5 separate regions of the Mus musculus genome follow, and all the other regions are linked to region 1. The links are chromatin contacts, called in public promoter capture Hi-C maps. All regions are on one chromosome and are shown on one strand. The core of a region is the stretch at or near the end of the contact, and the rest is flanking DNA. Distances in the headings are between cores, read along the strand shown. Region 1 holds the start of Smim12 (small integral membrane protein 12). Region 2 holds the start of Utp11 (UTP11 small subunit processome component). Region 3 holds the start of Mtf1 (metal response element binding transcription factor 1). Region 4 holds the start of Yrdc (yrdC domain containing (E.coli)). Region 5 holds the start of Zc3h12a (zinc finger CCCH type containing 12A).

Region 1 (2,852 bases), core at 143-2,642:
AGCTTGTAGTTCTGTGTGATCTGGAAGTGCTAACTGACTCCTTTAATTGATATAGGATCTTGGTGTAGAGCCAAGGCTGGTCTTGCGCCTCAGGACTTCTCAATGCTGTCATTTCCACTTTAGCTGGGGATTCTGTGCTTACCCAGGTCTGCTGGAGGGAACTTCTAGTCACTATTAAGATCCAGCTTAGGGATCTGTCCTTCCAGGGAACCTCCACTCATTCTTCTTGTATGGACGGACAGTGTCCTCTGTTATGACACTGTGTGGGTCTTCCTGTTTCTTCTCCATCCAGGAAACTACGGAGGGCAGTCCCCATTTGTATCGCCAATGTCTAGCTTGTAGAATGGCTAAATGCCAGCCTGTGTTCTAGACTGTTCTGATCTCTTCCCACAGATTCAATGCACAAGTAATCAAGGTCTGATAATCACGGTTGCTAATTTCTGGCAGCTTCTTCCTCCCCATCTTCGCTGTCAGGCTTAGCTTTGGGCTCTTTGATCTAAAAGAGGAAGAATCTCTAACTTGACAGTACAGTCTTGAAGACGCTTCCTGTGAGAGTACCCGTGACCTTGAGAAATGGCTCACTGCTAACTTAAGGGAAGCTGGGTAGACTTAAGGGAAGCTGGGTAGAGCACTCCAGGTAGATGAAAGAACATGGACACACAGGCTTCAAACGTTGATTTTTAGCATGCTATTAGTGGGAAGGAGACTGGTCAGGTTGAGAGCAGTGTGGGCAGGTTGAGAAGGCAGGACTATGGTAGTCCATTAGAGAGCTTGGGGTGTGAGGCTTTTTCTTATATGTGATAAGTATAATTCCGCTCAGGGACAGGGGAAACATGGAGGAAGGAGAGTGAGTACTTGCGATCAGAGGGTCTTGGTACTTTCAGCAATTTGTAGACTCACTAACGCTACAATCTAGTTCCCTGCGAGATGTGTGCCTGGCACAGTATTTTACAAACAAGATGTTATCTAACCCTTGCAACATCCCTGCTGAAATGGAAGGTTTTAACGCTATGCAGAAGAATTGAGGCTCAGATTAATTAATGATGTTCCCAAGGACACACAGCCTGAAAGCACAGATCCCAAGAAGATTGAAAGTACTAGGTTATTCTCTGCTACGGGAGCTTCTGGAGGTCAGGGGTTGGGTTTTCGGTTTCAGTAATATCCGACCTAGGTAAGTCTCGGAAGACACCTAATGAACTTCATTTGGATCAATGAAAGCTGACTATTCTTTTTTCTTCTTCACAAGCATGTGGCAACGTCACAGGGGAGCCTCCGAGCCGTCAGGGGGCGCTATACTATTCTGCGTTTAGTCCAACGCAGGGTCGGGTGCCTGGCTTCCTTTCTTCTGTAGCTGGCTGGAGCTCAGCCAATCGCTGCTCTCCGAGAGATGCCAGTGGGCGGGGCCTCGGGCGCGCCCCGCGGGCCACTGGGAACCTCGGCGTCCCTGTTGCTCCCGGCTAGCGGGCGCAGCGCGGGACCTGTCCGGGGTGTGCGGGCTGGACCGCAGGTGAGTTCCCAGGGCTGAGGGCACTTCGCTTCCCAGGATCGCTGGCCCCCAGTCCCACGGGAACGGCTCCTCCTAGTTGAGGGAGCGATGGTTTCCGTGACCCGCTCGGCCTCGGCCAGCTTTTGGTGGCCGAGTGTGGACTGTGGTCAGATCTCGTCCGCCTCAGGCCCCTGCAGGCCGAAGGGTGACGAAGCCACGCGTGTGGCGTGACTGGACAGGGAACAGGAGCTGATGACCCGAACCTCACTGGCGCTCCCATCCCAACTTGGCTGGCTGTCAAGGCTGATGGTTTCACCTTCTCGGACCTCCTACGACTGCTCTCATTTGGAGAGCTTCCGGTGGGCTCAGGCACTGGGACAGGTTTCCTGGCGGCCCGGTTGACCTGTACCTGGAGCCTTTGGCTGGCGCCCCTGCGTGTCGGGCTGGAAATAGGCGTTGCAGTATTTGGGAAACACTTGTGCTACTTACATTTTGATACCTTCGGGATGACTTCATGAAGTCTAGCTGCTTATGATCATATCCCTATACCCCTTTGTGAGTGCGGGTGGAAGGCTGCTGTAGTCTTCCATAAACAAAGCAACATGTTTATGCTGCCTGTCATTCATTCGACCAACAAACTTTTTTAGCTCTTTGCTAGGGAGGATAGCAAGGGTGGGAAGAGGCACAGAGCATAGGACGATCCGGACATCCTTAGTTCTTAACCTTGTGGAGCTCCAGGGTGTTTTGAGAGCTGTAGACAGGTAGGGTAGGCCCACATAGCTTACCGAAGAGAAGGTTGTGTTGTATACATGGATGACTGGAATTCGGACAAGAGCACATAGAACTTGGGCTTTCTATGTACAAGAGTAATACTCATAGACTGGTGCTTGATATGCCCGCCCTAAGACAAATTGGAAAATTGAGAGTCTCTACCCAGGAATTGTATAAAGGACTTGCACTTGGTGTGGACCTGTGATCACAAGCACTTGGCACTGGAAACAGGAGCGTCGGCAGATCAAAGTTATCCTTAGCTACTTTGAGGGTTTGAGGCCAGGCTGGGTGCCATGAGAACCTGTCTTAAAAATAAAAACAAGCCCAACGGTGGTGGCACATGTCTTTAATCTTGGCACTAAGGAGGCAGAGGCAGGCCAGTCCAGTCTCTGAGTTTGAGGCCAGCCTGGTCTACAGAAGGAATCTGAATGGCAGGGCTACACAGGGAAACCCTATCTCAAAAAACCAAAACCAGCTGACCAAACAAACCCCAAAACTTAAAACAGAAAATAGAACGAAGTACTGAGTTAAAAATAGAATGGAGGATTGAGTTTGGGGTTCTTTGGAGCTTCCCCTCTTTGTTAATGTGTACATT
Region 2 (2,852 bases), core at 93-2,592, 2.6 Mb before region 1:
ACCCGCTCACACACTCACACTCAGTAATCTTTTAATTTAAAAAATGTTAGTGTGGCCGGGCAGTGGTGGCGGCGCACACCTTTAATCCCAGCACTTGGGAGGCAGAGACAGGCGGATTTCTGAGTTCGAGGCCAGCCTGGTCTACAAAGTGAGTTCCAGGACAGCCAGGGCTATACAGAGAAACCCTGTCTCGAAAAACCAAAAAAAAAAAAAAAAAAGTTAGTGTGTGTGTGAGAGAGAGAGAGATAAAGAATATGAATGAATGTGAGTGCAGGGCCTATGGAGGCCAGAGGGGGTGGTGGAATTCCTAGAGTGGAGTTAAAGCTATTTGTGAACCCACAATGTGAGTGCTAGGATTTGAACTCTGAGAGAGCAGCCGAGTACTCTTAACGGCTAAGCCCTCTCTCCAAGGCTTGTTAAAAGCTTGTTTGAACCAGTTATGATGTAATTTCTGAGAATGGCAAAGTGGATAAAGTGATTCTGCATACATCTTTATTTGTATTGCATATCCAAACCCTAACACATTCTCCTGAGTAAATCCACACCTATTTATTCTAACTAAATTAAGTGGGGGAACTCCCCACTTCCCTCCTTTTTTTCTTCTTACCAAGGACTACGCCTACTGCCCTTACTTGCTAGGCAAGCAGTTCACCATTGAGGCCTATGTCTAGAATTTTTTTAGATTTTTGAGTCAGGTCTAAGTGACCCAGACAGGCCCCGATTTTGGGATCCTTCTGCCTTGGCCTCTTGGGTAGATGCCATTATAGACCTGGGCTATGAGGTCCAGCAAAGTTTGTAAATGGTCAAGACATTCTCCAGAAGGGATAAGGAAAGTGCCACGATTTTAGGGGGAAGCATATGACAGATCTACACGAACCGCAAATCCCATGCCAAAAGTTGGGCCCAGTTTAGGAACACCCGGGCATGCGTCGGTTGTGAGGCGCCTACTGTCGCTGGTCACTCGGTTACATTCCTTTGACTTTGGTCTCAAGTTCCCAGGGAAAGGCCTCTAGCACACCCTGCCTCACTCAATTACCCACTGACCCTCTACCGTAGAGAATGACAATCCTCCTACCCTGTCCCTGGGTCTCCCCGACAAGGCACGCTGGGGTCAGGCCCCATGTGTTGGGTATTGACTGAAGGCAGATGCGCTGTCCCGTATCCGGATGCAGGGACAGCGAGGGGGCGGGGGCCACTGCAGGCGCCCCTGAGGCTTGCGAGGGCCTACCTGGCTTCGTTCTCGGTGTTCCCGCTGCCGGGTCTTGGCTGCCTTGCGAAAAGCCGCCGACATGCCTACTGAGGTCTAGGAAATGCTCAGCAAACTCCACCACCACGACAGCACTACCCACCCCGCCGCGTCCGCCAAGACACCGGAAGCAGGCCCAAGACGCGGCTTGCAATGCAGCCTATCAGAAGCCTGCTTTACCGGAAATACAGCCCCTCTCAAGCGGCCTGAATCGGAGGGTTCTGGGAGATGTAGTTTCCAAAGCTAGAGTCTTGGGATTCTTTCACAGCTCTCGGTTCGCAGAGAACGTCCACTGGTCCAGAGACCTAGACTTCGCTCCAGGCCGCACGTTGGCATCTGGGAACACATGGCTGGCACTGCTCTCTGGCTACGCTCGGCTTGCGTGTGCGCATGTGCTGTCACCTGAGACTTGGTGTGGGTTAAGATTCTAAGTAGAACTAGAACGTGGCTCACACCTTTAACCCCAGCTCTCTGGAGGTAGAAGCTGGCAATTTTCTGTAAGTTCAAGGCTAACCTGGTCTTACATAGTGATTGCCAGGCCAGCCAGGGCTACATAGTAAAATAAATCGCAGTCTAAAAACAAAACAAAAACAAACAAACCAAAAACTAGAAATAATGTGAATCTTACAGTATACTAGAAAGAGTACTTTAAAACCATATTTGGCTCCTCAGCTGACTTCTGGCTGCGTGGCTCTGAGCTGATTGCTTGACTTTAAAGAGCATCATTTTTCTCACCCATAAAACGAACATAATAATAGCAGACTGGTCTTGCTCATAGGAGTATCAAGGGCTCTGAGTGGCAGAACTGTATCTATAAGCAGAGTAGAAAAGAATCATCTAATAGCAATAAAGTTCCGAGTCCTTCACAGCCATCAAAGTTGTGCGTCTAGCTGGCCGACTTAACATAAGGTAGTTAATGTGATGGATAGAGAGCCGCGAACTGTGGAGGGAGTGTTCTGGTGCCAGCTCTGCTCTTAACCAAGGAAAGTTAGTTTTGCTGAGGCTTGGTATCCACATCTAGTTGTAAAATAATAAAATAATACTATACCCTCAGGATTTTGAGGTTTAAAAGACATATGTTTTCAGTGCTTAATGTTGGGTTTACTTGTTAGCAGGTTCACAATAAAATTGATTTGTTTCTGTTTTTGTTTTGTTTTGTTTTGTTAGTTTGTTTTATTGGGGTTGACTTAGTCTGATTAGGTTTGATGTTTTGAGGCAGTGTCTAGCTATGTAGGCCTGGCTGCACTGACACTCATAGATCAAGCTGGCCTCAGATTCACAGTGATCTCTTGCGTCTGCAAAGAGCTGGGATTACAAGTGTGTGACAGTGTGCCCAGCCATCCTGTTATTTTTGTCACCACTAAAGCTACCTTTAAGTAGCACAAGAGAGAGTTGGACCCAGCCAAGCATCACAGCAATGTTTGGGTTTGTTTGTGCTCTCCCCCCCCCCATGCCTGCCACCCTCCACCCCCACCCCCACCCCACCCCCGTATGTTTTCATCTGTTGGCATTTGGAATCTTTTCCACTATGGGAGACTAATCTTCAGCCAGCTCCTTGTTGTTTTTGTTTTATTGAGACAGGATGTCACAATGTAGTCCTAGCTGT
Region 3 (2,852 bases), core at 102-2,601, 2.4 Mb before region 1:
TACTTGGACTAACTGAAGTCCCTGAAGGAGAATGGCTTGGGGCGGCAGGACTCTGCTTAGAGGTTCCTGGATAAACAACTTTTAGCCATCCAGATGCTTCCACTGTCCAAGCCGCAAACATGTTCATGCATAGGGCACCTGTTCCCTTTCTGCTCAACTCCAAGGCCTCTCAGTCGCCCCCAAGAGCACTGAAGAAAGGGGGTTCTGGTGAAACAAGTGGGATTTTGTAGGATATTCAGTCCTCCCAACTGTATATAATGCAGCACCTCTCATATATGTAATATATTTTAATGAAAATGTATTTTTAATGGTGACTATGGTTCTCTCTTTTTTTAGTTATGTGTATGTGTGTGGTGGTGGTGGTACATGCATGTGTGAATGTGCTAGGAGAGGCCAGAGGCTCAGATCTCTCTGAAGCTGGATGTGAGCCATCTAATGTGGGTTCTGGTTTCAAAAGAACTCTAAGGTCAGAGCAGTCAGTTGGTCTTCTCTTCCCCAATCCTCCTCTCTCAAGAGATGGTAGTTCCTGGCAGCTAGTCCTTTGTGGCTTAAGAACAGAGCAGCTGATCTGTGGCATGCTGGTGCGCCAGAGTCACTTATTCAACCTTACTCAGAGGGAATGGCACAGCAGTTTGGGCCTGAACCCTGATCTAGCCTCTAAGAGCACTGCTCCAACGTAAACATTCGAGAGAAGTCGTTCATGGGGTAAATAAGCATTAGCTTATGTGAGAGTCTAAAAATTACATATACAGGAATATAATAGAAACACGAGAAAAGTATCTTCTTGGGCTTTGAAATATTGCTACCACCGAGTGGATTTCAAGGGTGGGTAGGATAAGTGTTAAGAGCTGACAGGGGACTGGCCAGTAGGTGGCGCTGACCCTTTCTAGAGCAAAAACCCTCCTTAAGGAAGGTTGGAACCGCTAGCTCCCGCGGGCGCGTGAGAACGAGAAGTTTCTGGAGGGCTCTGCTCAGCGTTCCGGTCCTGGGGGGGAGCCTCAGCCAGGTGAACTATGCTGCGTGGGTACAGTGGGGCGAGGAGAGGGATGCCGTGGGCTGGCCTACGCATCTGGAAGGCGGCGGCTGACTGCAGCCTTCTTGCTGCAGCTGTGGACGCAGCTGGGGCTGAGAACACCTCGACTTCACCGCTGATGTCGCGTATCCTCCCGCGCTCGAAACAGCCCGCTCTCTATGGTCAGCTTCCCGGTGCGGCACCGGAGCGCCAGACTCCACTCGCTCCGCCCACAGCCCGCTGGGGAGAGGCGCGGTCTCAGCCCCCTGGAGAGTAGAAGCCAATCACGAACAGCAGCAGGCCCAGGGCTCCCCGGGCCTCTCCTTCCTCCGGAAAGCGGAAGCGGAAGTGACGCTAGGGACAGGTGGGGGCAATCATGGTGCCGCTTGGGAGGGGAGAAGCTGCTGCTGCCGCCGTTGCCGGGAGCCGCGGAGGTAAAAGCAGAGGCTGGACTCGGCTGGGGCTGGAACTATCCGGGGGGTGCGGGACTGGGGCTCCCTGCCGTAGCCATTCCCGGCTGAGACTTCATTCCACTCACCCGAGGGACCCCACCCCTCCTCCGTTTCCATGGGGATGGGTATCCAGCCCCCCTTCTCTGTTTCCATGGAGACCCGGACCCTGCCCCTCTTAGCCCAGCTCGTAGCCCCCAGACTGCCTCGGGGTTTTTCTCTGTAGCCCTGGACTAGGGGTGCTTTCCCGGTCAGGGTCCTCATGCTAGTCTCTCAGAGGTGCTGGGTTCGCAGTCCTCGGCCACCCTCACACCTCCTGGTCTTGTTACAGAAAGTTGGTCTCTGCGTTTCCCGGGGCAGCCCACCGGGTCTCTTATCTCTCCTCTCAGACACCGAGAAACGTGTATTTCTGGGGTTGCGTAAGCAAAGGTTCGGGCTGGTTCCTCTCAGATTAGATCCCTTGACCTGTGCCTGGTAACTACCTCGCCTGCTTGTCACTCCGGCTAGTAAAGGCTCACTTTGCCGACTCTTGAGCTGAAGAGAAAGTGCAGAACCAGGTTGAGAACTAAGTGATGTGCTGGTTATTTTAAATTCTCCTTTTGTGTCTGCCAAACCCACATTTGTAGAACCTGTGTGTTTTCGGGTGAAGGAGGAATCACCATTCCAGACCATGAAAGCTTCAAATTTGGTAATTTCCTCAAGAGGCTATCTTCAAAAAGAGACCGTCTGCATGTCTGTCATTCATTTTGCTGATATTTCCTGAGCTGCTCGTGTCAGTATTGCTTATGTTAAGTCAGCCTTTCGGGTCAGAAAGCCTAGTCACTCTGTACAAGTGTACTCTCTGGTCCAGATCATGTTTTACGATATAAATAATTAAAGTGATTTGCATCAGCTACTCCTTATTAGGGTTTAGCCCCTCCACCTGATGTGTTCTAGAAATGACAGAAGGAAGCCACCCTTTTTCTTTACCTGCAGTTTCTCTTTCTGTATGAAACAGGAAGCCCTGGTCCCACTGTAGAAAAGCAGGCACGGATAGGTTGTCCAAGCAGTAAAGGGCAAAAGGAGGGTTTGGAGGTGGTTATGTTCAGAGTGTTGTTTCTGCACCACCAACTACATGAGGCCGTGGCACTGCCTCACGGTGTGTTTGCGGGGAGGGAGGGCATTGGGACGGGAGCACCTCACTGAAGGTTTGTAGCCACTCTTTCTTTAAACAGCCACCTGTTTGCTCTTTTATCCTCCTTAGCTTCATAGATCCATCTTTAAAGTATGTGACAGTAGAAGGTCTTGTGAATGCCAACTTTGAATTTTTTGGGGGAAAAAAAAAGATTTGCTTTTTCCTTGTCAGTGACTGATTGTGTCAGATTTTAAGTATTTCCAAGGAACATAATTTT
Region 4 (2,852 bases), core at 164-2,663, 2.4 Mb before region 1:
TACTAATGAAATCTTAATTAAATGCTTATTTAAATCTGGTAGTACATGTGGCATTACTTCCCATCCCTGTCCCTGGTTGACACTCTCTTCCCACTCCCAGCCATCAAGTCTTGGAGGGACAGAAAAGAAAGGTCAGTCACCAGGGTCTGCAGATTTCCTTTTAATCAAGACTCTGCTCAAGTGTTTTGTGGGGCTGAGAGCCCCCAAAGCATGAAATGAACATGTAATACCACCTGGAACCCCCAAAGCAGGCCAGACCACTCTGGCCAGCACTGCTGGCTTCCTGAATCCGAGTACTCAAGACTGGATGTTTGTTGGCTCCATTTCAAAGCACAGTACTGCCTTCAGCCAGGACGACGTGGGAGTGAACCCAGCTGCTAGTAGAGTTGCCATCCCAGGCTGAGGGCCAAGTACCAGCAACTGCCCGTGAAGACTGGCCCCTTTTAGTGAAGGGAGTTGGTCACAGTCCAGCCACTGGCCCTGGAAAGGGACAGAAGTCAGGGTGCCCGGCTAGGGTATGATCAAGACTCCGAGGCTCCATCGCCAGCATCCTTTGGAAGGCCACCTCTGGCCGATACAGATGGCTGGGGCGGCGCTCCAGACTTGGCTGAACCGTTCTAGTTGGAACAGAAAAGGGGGGAGGGGGGATGAGCCCGGAGGAAAGGCCTTAAGTTAGGCCCCACAAGAATAAGGCCACTTGGCATCTCGACAGTACCATGCTTTTTCAAAACCTCGCTCAGATCAAAGGAAGTTAAGCGGTGGGGATGCTCTTCCACCTGCCTCCTTTGGAGCGGGGTGGGGGTGGGGAGCGCGAGCTAGACCAGTGCAGTGAGTGGGAAGCGCCCACCTCCCCAGGTCCAGCCCGGAGAGGGCACTGGGCACTGACCCCGCCACCAGCCGGTTCTGGGCGCCGGCGGCCCAGCTGCCGCAGCATCTCCTCACAGGCGGCGATGGTGTCCAGAAGCTGCCGCTGCCGCTGCTCCACGGCGTCCAGCAGCTGCTGGGCGCGTTCATCTCGGGGCGGCTGCGGGGGTGGCCTCCCGCCGAGCCCCAACCCCGCCTTCCCACGGTCCACGCCGGCAGCCTCCCTGCCCGGGAGAGAGACGGCGTCAGGGCCCGGCGCTAGGCGGCGCGAGGTCGCGGCCCCAACCCACCGCCCCGCCGGCCCGCTCTCACCCCCGTGACCAGCCTGCGCCGGGACCCCACTCCATCGCCGCCCGTGCCACCCGCTCACCACCCCTCCGCAGTCCGCCCCCCGCGCCGCGCGAGGAGTCCGCTAAGCCGAGCCCCGCCCCGTCCCCACCGTTCTCCTTCAAGTCGCCTGGGGGTCGCGGTCCCTTTAAGCGGCCGGGAGCGGAGGCGGGGCCGAGCCTCGCGGGCCGGAAGTTGCGTCCGTGCGTCACTTCCTCCCGGAAGCGGCTCGGCACGGATGTCTACGGCGCGTCCGTGCGCGGGGCTGAGGGCCGCCGTGGCGGCCGGCATGGGGTTGAGCGACGGGCCGGCTAGTTCTGGCCGCGGCTGCCGCCTCCTACGCCCTCCTGAGCCCGCTCCGGCGCTGCCGGGGGCCCGGCTGCTGCGGCTTCCGGAGAGCGAGCCCGTGGAAGCCGCGAGCCCCGAGCGCTCCGGCTGGACCGAGGCGCTGCGGGCCGCCGTGGCCGAGCTGCGCGCCGGCGCCGTGGTGGCGGTCCCGACCGACACGCTCTACGGCCTGGCCTGCTCGGCGAGCAGCTCGGCGGCCCTGAGTTGCGTGTACCGCCTCAAAGGCCGCAGCGAGGCCAAGCCGCTGGCCGTGTGCCTGGGCCGCGTGGCCGACGTCTACAGGTGAGGCGGCCCCGCTGGGGGCGGCCCCGCGGGAGGGGTTTCCGGTGACAGCCTCGGGAGACCGCGGCGTCCGCCGAGCGCGGGAGGGGCTTGTCCTTGCTCCCCGAGGAGGAATCCGGAACTGGAGATTGGTCGGGAGCGCTGACGGCTCGCCAAGATCCGCTCTAGACAGTCGGTCGAGAAGCTGAGTTAGGCGAGCATGGCACTCTTCTCCCGGTGCCCTTGTGATGGGCGGAGGGGAGGCCCGTTTCGGGGTAACGCCTTCCAGATGATTAAACGGATTGAGATTGTATCCACGTGCCACGGCGCTGTGGTTTTGTCCCCCAAGACAGGCGGATAGACTTAAAGCCCAGGGTACTCTGTGGAGTCTGTCTTCTGCCAGAACTCCGAGGAAGAGGGAGTAGAGAGTCAGGTAGATCTCGTTCATTATACACGCGAAGGGGACCCCTCTCCAGCATCTGCCTTAAGTCCCCAGGAAAGGTCCATCAGGGTGATTTGGAGAGGATTTGTGCTCCTTTGCCTGCAGGTACTGTCAGGTGAGAGTACCTAGGGAGCTCCTGGAAGACCTGTTCCCAGGCCCTGTGACCCTGGTGATGGAGCGCTCCGAGGAGCTCAACAAAGACCTGAACCCCTTTACTCGTGTGAGTCAAGAGTTTTCCCTTTTCCTGCGATCTAAATCAGACGCTTGCAAGCCCTCGATGTCTTCCTCACGTTCTCTTTTCTTGCTTCCCAGCTTGTTGGCATCCGGATTCCTGACCATGCCTTCATGCTGGACTTGGCCCAGATGTTTGGGGGACCACTTGCACTCACTAGTGCCAACCTCAGCTCCCAGGCCAGTTCTCTGAGTGTTGAGGTGAGAATTGGCCCCAGCAGGTTAAACTGCTGTTTCCTTAAAATCAACAAGGCTAACACTGTAATGGGATTGCCTGGCAGAAATTTGGGCCTTTGGTGCATGGGTGAGAAGGTTACCCATTTGGTGTTGGTTAGAGGAGGGTATCCGAATGAATCTTGGAAGGGGGCAGGTGGTGTAC
Region 5 (2,852 bases), core at 166-2,665, 2.1 Mb before region 1:
TAAGGCTTAAGGGGTTCCTTCTGGCACATGGTGGGATCTCACAGACAGCTTTTGTGTTCCTTCACCAGTCCAAGAGAAAAGCCAAGCCCCCTTCCCAAAGGAAGAGCTACAGACACTATTCCACAGGTCTCCACACATACCTCATGGCCACATTGCTTCCGTCGATGACCACAGGTCTCAGGTCGCTGCCCTCTCTGTCCTCCTCTGGGAGTGAGGGTTCTAGAGTGGAAGGCTTGGGGGTGCTTCCACCCCGGGGCACCAGAGGGGGCTGGGGGCTGGGGGCCGTCAGGGCCTGGCATTCTCGTTCAGTAGCTGAGCCATGCTTCACCAATTCCCCTAGCACCGTGTTGGTGTCTGCTTGGACTCCCAGCTTCTGCAGGACACTGTGGATCTCAGAGGACGAGTACCCCAGTTTACGGAAAAAGTCCACCTTCATCTGCAGCTCGGAAGTAGGGGCCTCTTTAGCCACAGGATCCTGGTCTGGCTGAGGTCGACCCTGGCTGCTGTGTCTGTCCTCAAGACTCCACAGACTCATGGTGGGGTTGGATTCTTGGACAGGCTTCGTTCCACAAGGGTCACTCATATTTCACATTCTTGGAATGTGTCCATCACAGCTCCTATTGACCAGACCACAGGGTTAAGGGCAAGCAATGCCCAATATAGGTCTCTTTCAGACTCTCTTCCACAGAATGGGGCAACACGAACTGAGAAGACGCTATTCAAAGCCATTCTCACGTGTCAGCCCACGCTGTGCTCTCAAAGAGCTCTCAGCATTAGTTATTTTTACAAGAGGGAGACCGAGGCACAGGCAGTAAGCGTTTACTCAAGATCATCAACTCAAAGTTTGTGATACAAACATTTGAACTTGGTCTGACTCCACCCCCAAACCCCGTTCTGTTCCATGCCAACCCAAGGGACCCAAGAGGCAGGGGCGGGGCTCTCAGAAGGAAACTGGGGCTGGAAGTGCGCAGGGGACCCAGGGGCTTCCCCATTGTGGCCACCGCCTTCGTCTCCGAGTCTCATACTTCGGCTCAGGGACAGAGTTCTATTCTGGGAAGGACAAGTTTCCGGGGTGACCCACGGAGAGAAAAGTTGCTGGGCGACTCTGGTTGGCTACCGGGCCCGGTGACGCGAGGAGGTCCTGGCTAGAGCCCGGAGAACGCCGGGTGCCCCAAGACACCCCGTTCCACGCACCAGGGTGAACTCAGCGGGGTCCCAGCGATGGAGACACTGCCCGCGCGCGACCCTCCCGGAGTCAGACCCAACGCAGCGCAGCACCCGTTCCACCCGGTAGCACTCACCCCGCTGAGCGCCGGACGTCGTCTGTAAGGTGTCCATGGAGCCGAGTCTCGGGCTCTGACGGCACCTTCGTAGCCGCGACAGGCGGGCAGGTGCTTTAAGGGCAATGACGCGGAAGCCGGGCAGGGCCGCCGCCCCTTCCTGCTCCGCCTCCCTCCTGCCCCGCCCCACGGTAGGTCGGAGCCGGCTCCGCCCCGTTTCTGAACAAGTCCCGCCCCAGCATCTCTAGCCACGCCCCTGGCCACACGAAGTCTGGGCGGCTCCAGGCTTGTACCACCCGACTGCTTAACGCCGGCTCTGCAGAAGCAGGTTCCGTGCACCATGCAAAACCGGAATAGAACGGCCTCGCAGGTTCACTTCAACAACTTGACACGTCCACCGGCTTGGTCCAGGTTTCTAGTTGCACAAGTTGAGGCCACAGCCGGCAGAGATCCGGCCACTCCAGTTCAGTCACATAGGTTGTGAACTGAAGCCTGTTCAGCGATAGAGTCACACTCAGGACCAGGGACACTTTTCTTGAAGTAAATACCTTCCCAAGACAGGAGGGCTCCACCACCACAAGTTGCATAGTGGTGGAGGAAATGCCAGGAAAAGGAGGGACATTGACACCAATCGCCATGGGAGAGTCCGTGAAGAATGCTATCAAGCAGACTGCAAAAACTCATCTTGTCCCTTATCCTCAAGAGGTCAAGATCCCTCAGTCGAGCACAGCCCTGTACATTATCATCCTGGGGCTTAGATATTGGACAGATCCTTGTGCTCAGGGACCTTCTGTTTTCTTTGGCTTTTGTTGTTCTTTCTGACACAAGGTCAAGCTATGTAACCCATGCCGGCCTCAAACAGCCCAGTGGCCCCATCCATCAGGATCCTGTGTGCTGAGGTTATAGGTGTGAGTTATCATGCTTGCTCCATTTACCTCTGAGAAATGCAGGAAAAAGCTGAAGGGCCTCAGCCATGTAGATCAAGATAGGAGGTCCCAGCTGGGTGTGGTGGCGCACACCTTTAATCCCAGCACTTGGGAGGCAGAGGCAGGAGGATTTCTGAGTTCAAGGCCAGTCTGGTCTACAGAGTGAGTTCCAGGACAGCCAGGGCTACACAGAGAAACCCTGTCTTGGAAAAAAAAAATAGGAGCTCCCACTCTGTAGCACCAGGGACCACTATGAGCATTCTGGGGGACACTAGTGACTCAGGGCAGAGGGAAGGGAGCCTGGCTGTCAGTGTGCCTGCATGCATGCACGAATGCATGTGTGTGTGCTAGAGAAGAGAGAGGTGCCCAGGAGAGGGAGAAAGGGAACCCAGGACCTGCACACAGGAAGACAAAGTCTATTATGTCACCAGCATGCTTGCATATAGGGAAACTGAGGCTCAGGAAGCCAAAACACTCAAAAGTAAGAATTAATTACTGTGTGTCAATACTTCAGTCATATCTCACCTGTCTAAGCAAATGCAGTTGTCTTCTAAGGACATTGGCTGTTTTAATAAAATGGTTTTATAGTAAAAGATACCACCAACATAGCTACATACATTCAGTCTAAAAAGAGATAACAATAATT

Evidence for each region. Capture Hi-C pulls out chosen DNA fragments and counts their contacts.
Region 2: a promoter capture Hi-C map of liver shows a contact between it and region 1, with 2.9 times the contacts expected there. The contact joins the promoter of Utp11 here to the promoter of Smim12 in region 1. A contact is called at or near these places in 2 of 39 promoter capture datasets (erythroid cells and pre-B cells), 2 of 484 Hi-C or Micro-C datasets (CD4 T cells and muscle stem cells) and 2 of 9 other capture datasets (adipose tissue and liver).
Region 3: a contact with region 1 is called in a promoter capture Hi-C map of liver, with 5 times the contacts expected there. The contact joins the promoter of Mtf1 here to the promoter of Smim12 in region 1. A contact is called at or near these places in 2 of 39 promoter capture datasets (liver and pre-B cells) and 1 of 9 other capture datasets (liver).
Region 4: a promoter capture Hi-C map of liver shows a contact between it and region 1, with 5 times the contacts expected there. The contact joins the promoter of Yrdc here to the promoter of Smim12 in region 1. A contact is called at or near these places in 1 of 39 promoter capture datasets (liver), 1 of 484 Hi-C or Micro-C datasets (CD4 T cells) and 2 of 9 other capture datasets (adipose tissue and liver).
Region 5: a contact with region 1 is called in a promoter capture Hi-C map of adipose tissue, with 6 times the contacts expected there. The contact joins the promoter of Zc3h12a here to the promoter of Smim12 in region 1. A contact is called at or near these places in 1 of 39 promoter capture datasets (pre-B cells), 1 of 484 Hi-C or Micro-C datasets (CD4 T cells), 1 of 115 datasets of contacts at active chromatin or transcription factors (kidney) and 2 of 9 other capture datasets (adipose tissue and liver).

Annotation. Positions count from the first base shown.
Region 1 is chr4:127,242,392-127,245,243 of GRCm38.p6, forward strand. It overlaps Smim12 (small integral membrane protein 12), which reads left to right and starts at 1,393. Exons shown (of 2, transcript NM_030252.2): 1 at 1,393-1,507.
Region 2 is chr4:124,692,212-124,695,063 of GRCm38.p6, forward strand. Utp11 (UTP11 small subunit processome component) reads right to left here and starts at 1,343. Exons shown (of 8, transcript NM_026031.3): 1 at 1,229-1,343. The coding sequence starts at 1,291.
Region 3 is chr4:124,801,198-124,804,049 of GRCm38.p6, forward strand. It overlaps Mtf1 (metal response element binding transcription factor 1), which reads left to right and starts at 1,352. Exons shown (of 11, transcript NM_008636.4): 1 at 1,352-1,446. Inpp5b (inositol polyphosphate-5-phosphatase B) reads left to right here. Exons shown (of 24, transcript NM_008385.4): 24 at 1-314.
Region 4 is chr4:124,849,346-124,852,197 of GRCm38.p6, forward strand. Yrdc (yrdC domain containing (E.coli)) reads left to right here and starts at 1,414. Exons shown (of 5, transcript NM_153566.2): 1 at 1,414-1,821; 2 at 2,348-2,462; 3 at 2,555-2,674. The coding sequence starts at 1,430. Mtf1 (metal response element binding transcription factor 1) reads left to right here. Exons shown (of 11, transcript NM_008636.4): 11 at 1-455. 1110065P20Rik (RIKEN cDNA 1110065P20 gene) reads right to left here and starts at 1,219. Exons shown (of 3, transcript NM_001347196.1): 1 at 1,177-1,219; 2 at 887-1,088; 3 at 140-617. The coding sequence starts at 1,211. The coding sequence ends at 522.
Region 5 is chr4:125,126,466-125,129,317 of GRCm38.p6, forward strand. Zc3h12a (zinc finger CCCH type containing 12A) reads right to left here and starts at 1,416. Exons shown (of 6, transcript NM_153159.2): 1 at 1,302-1,416; 2 at 141-617. The coding sequence starts at 583.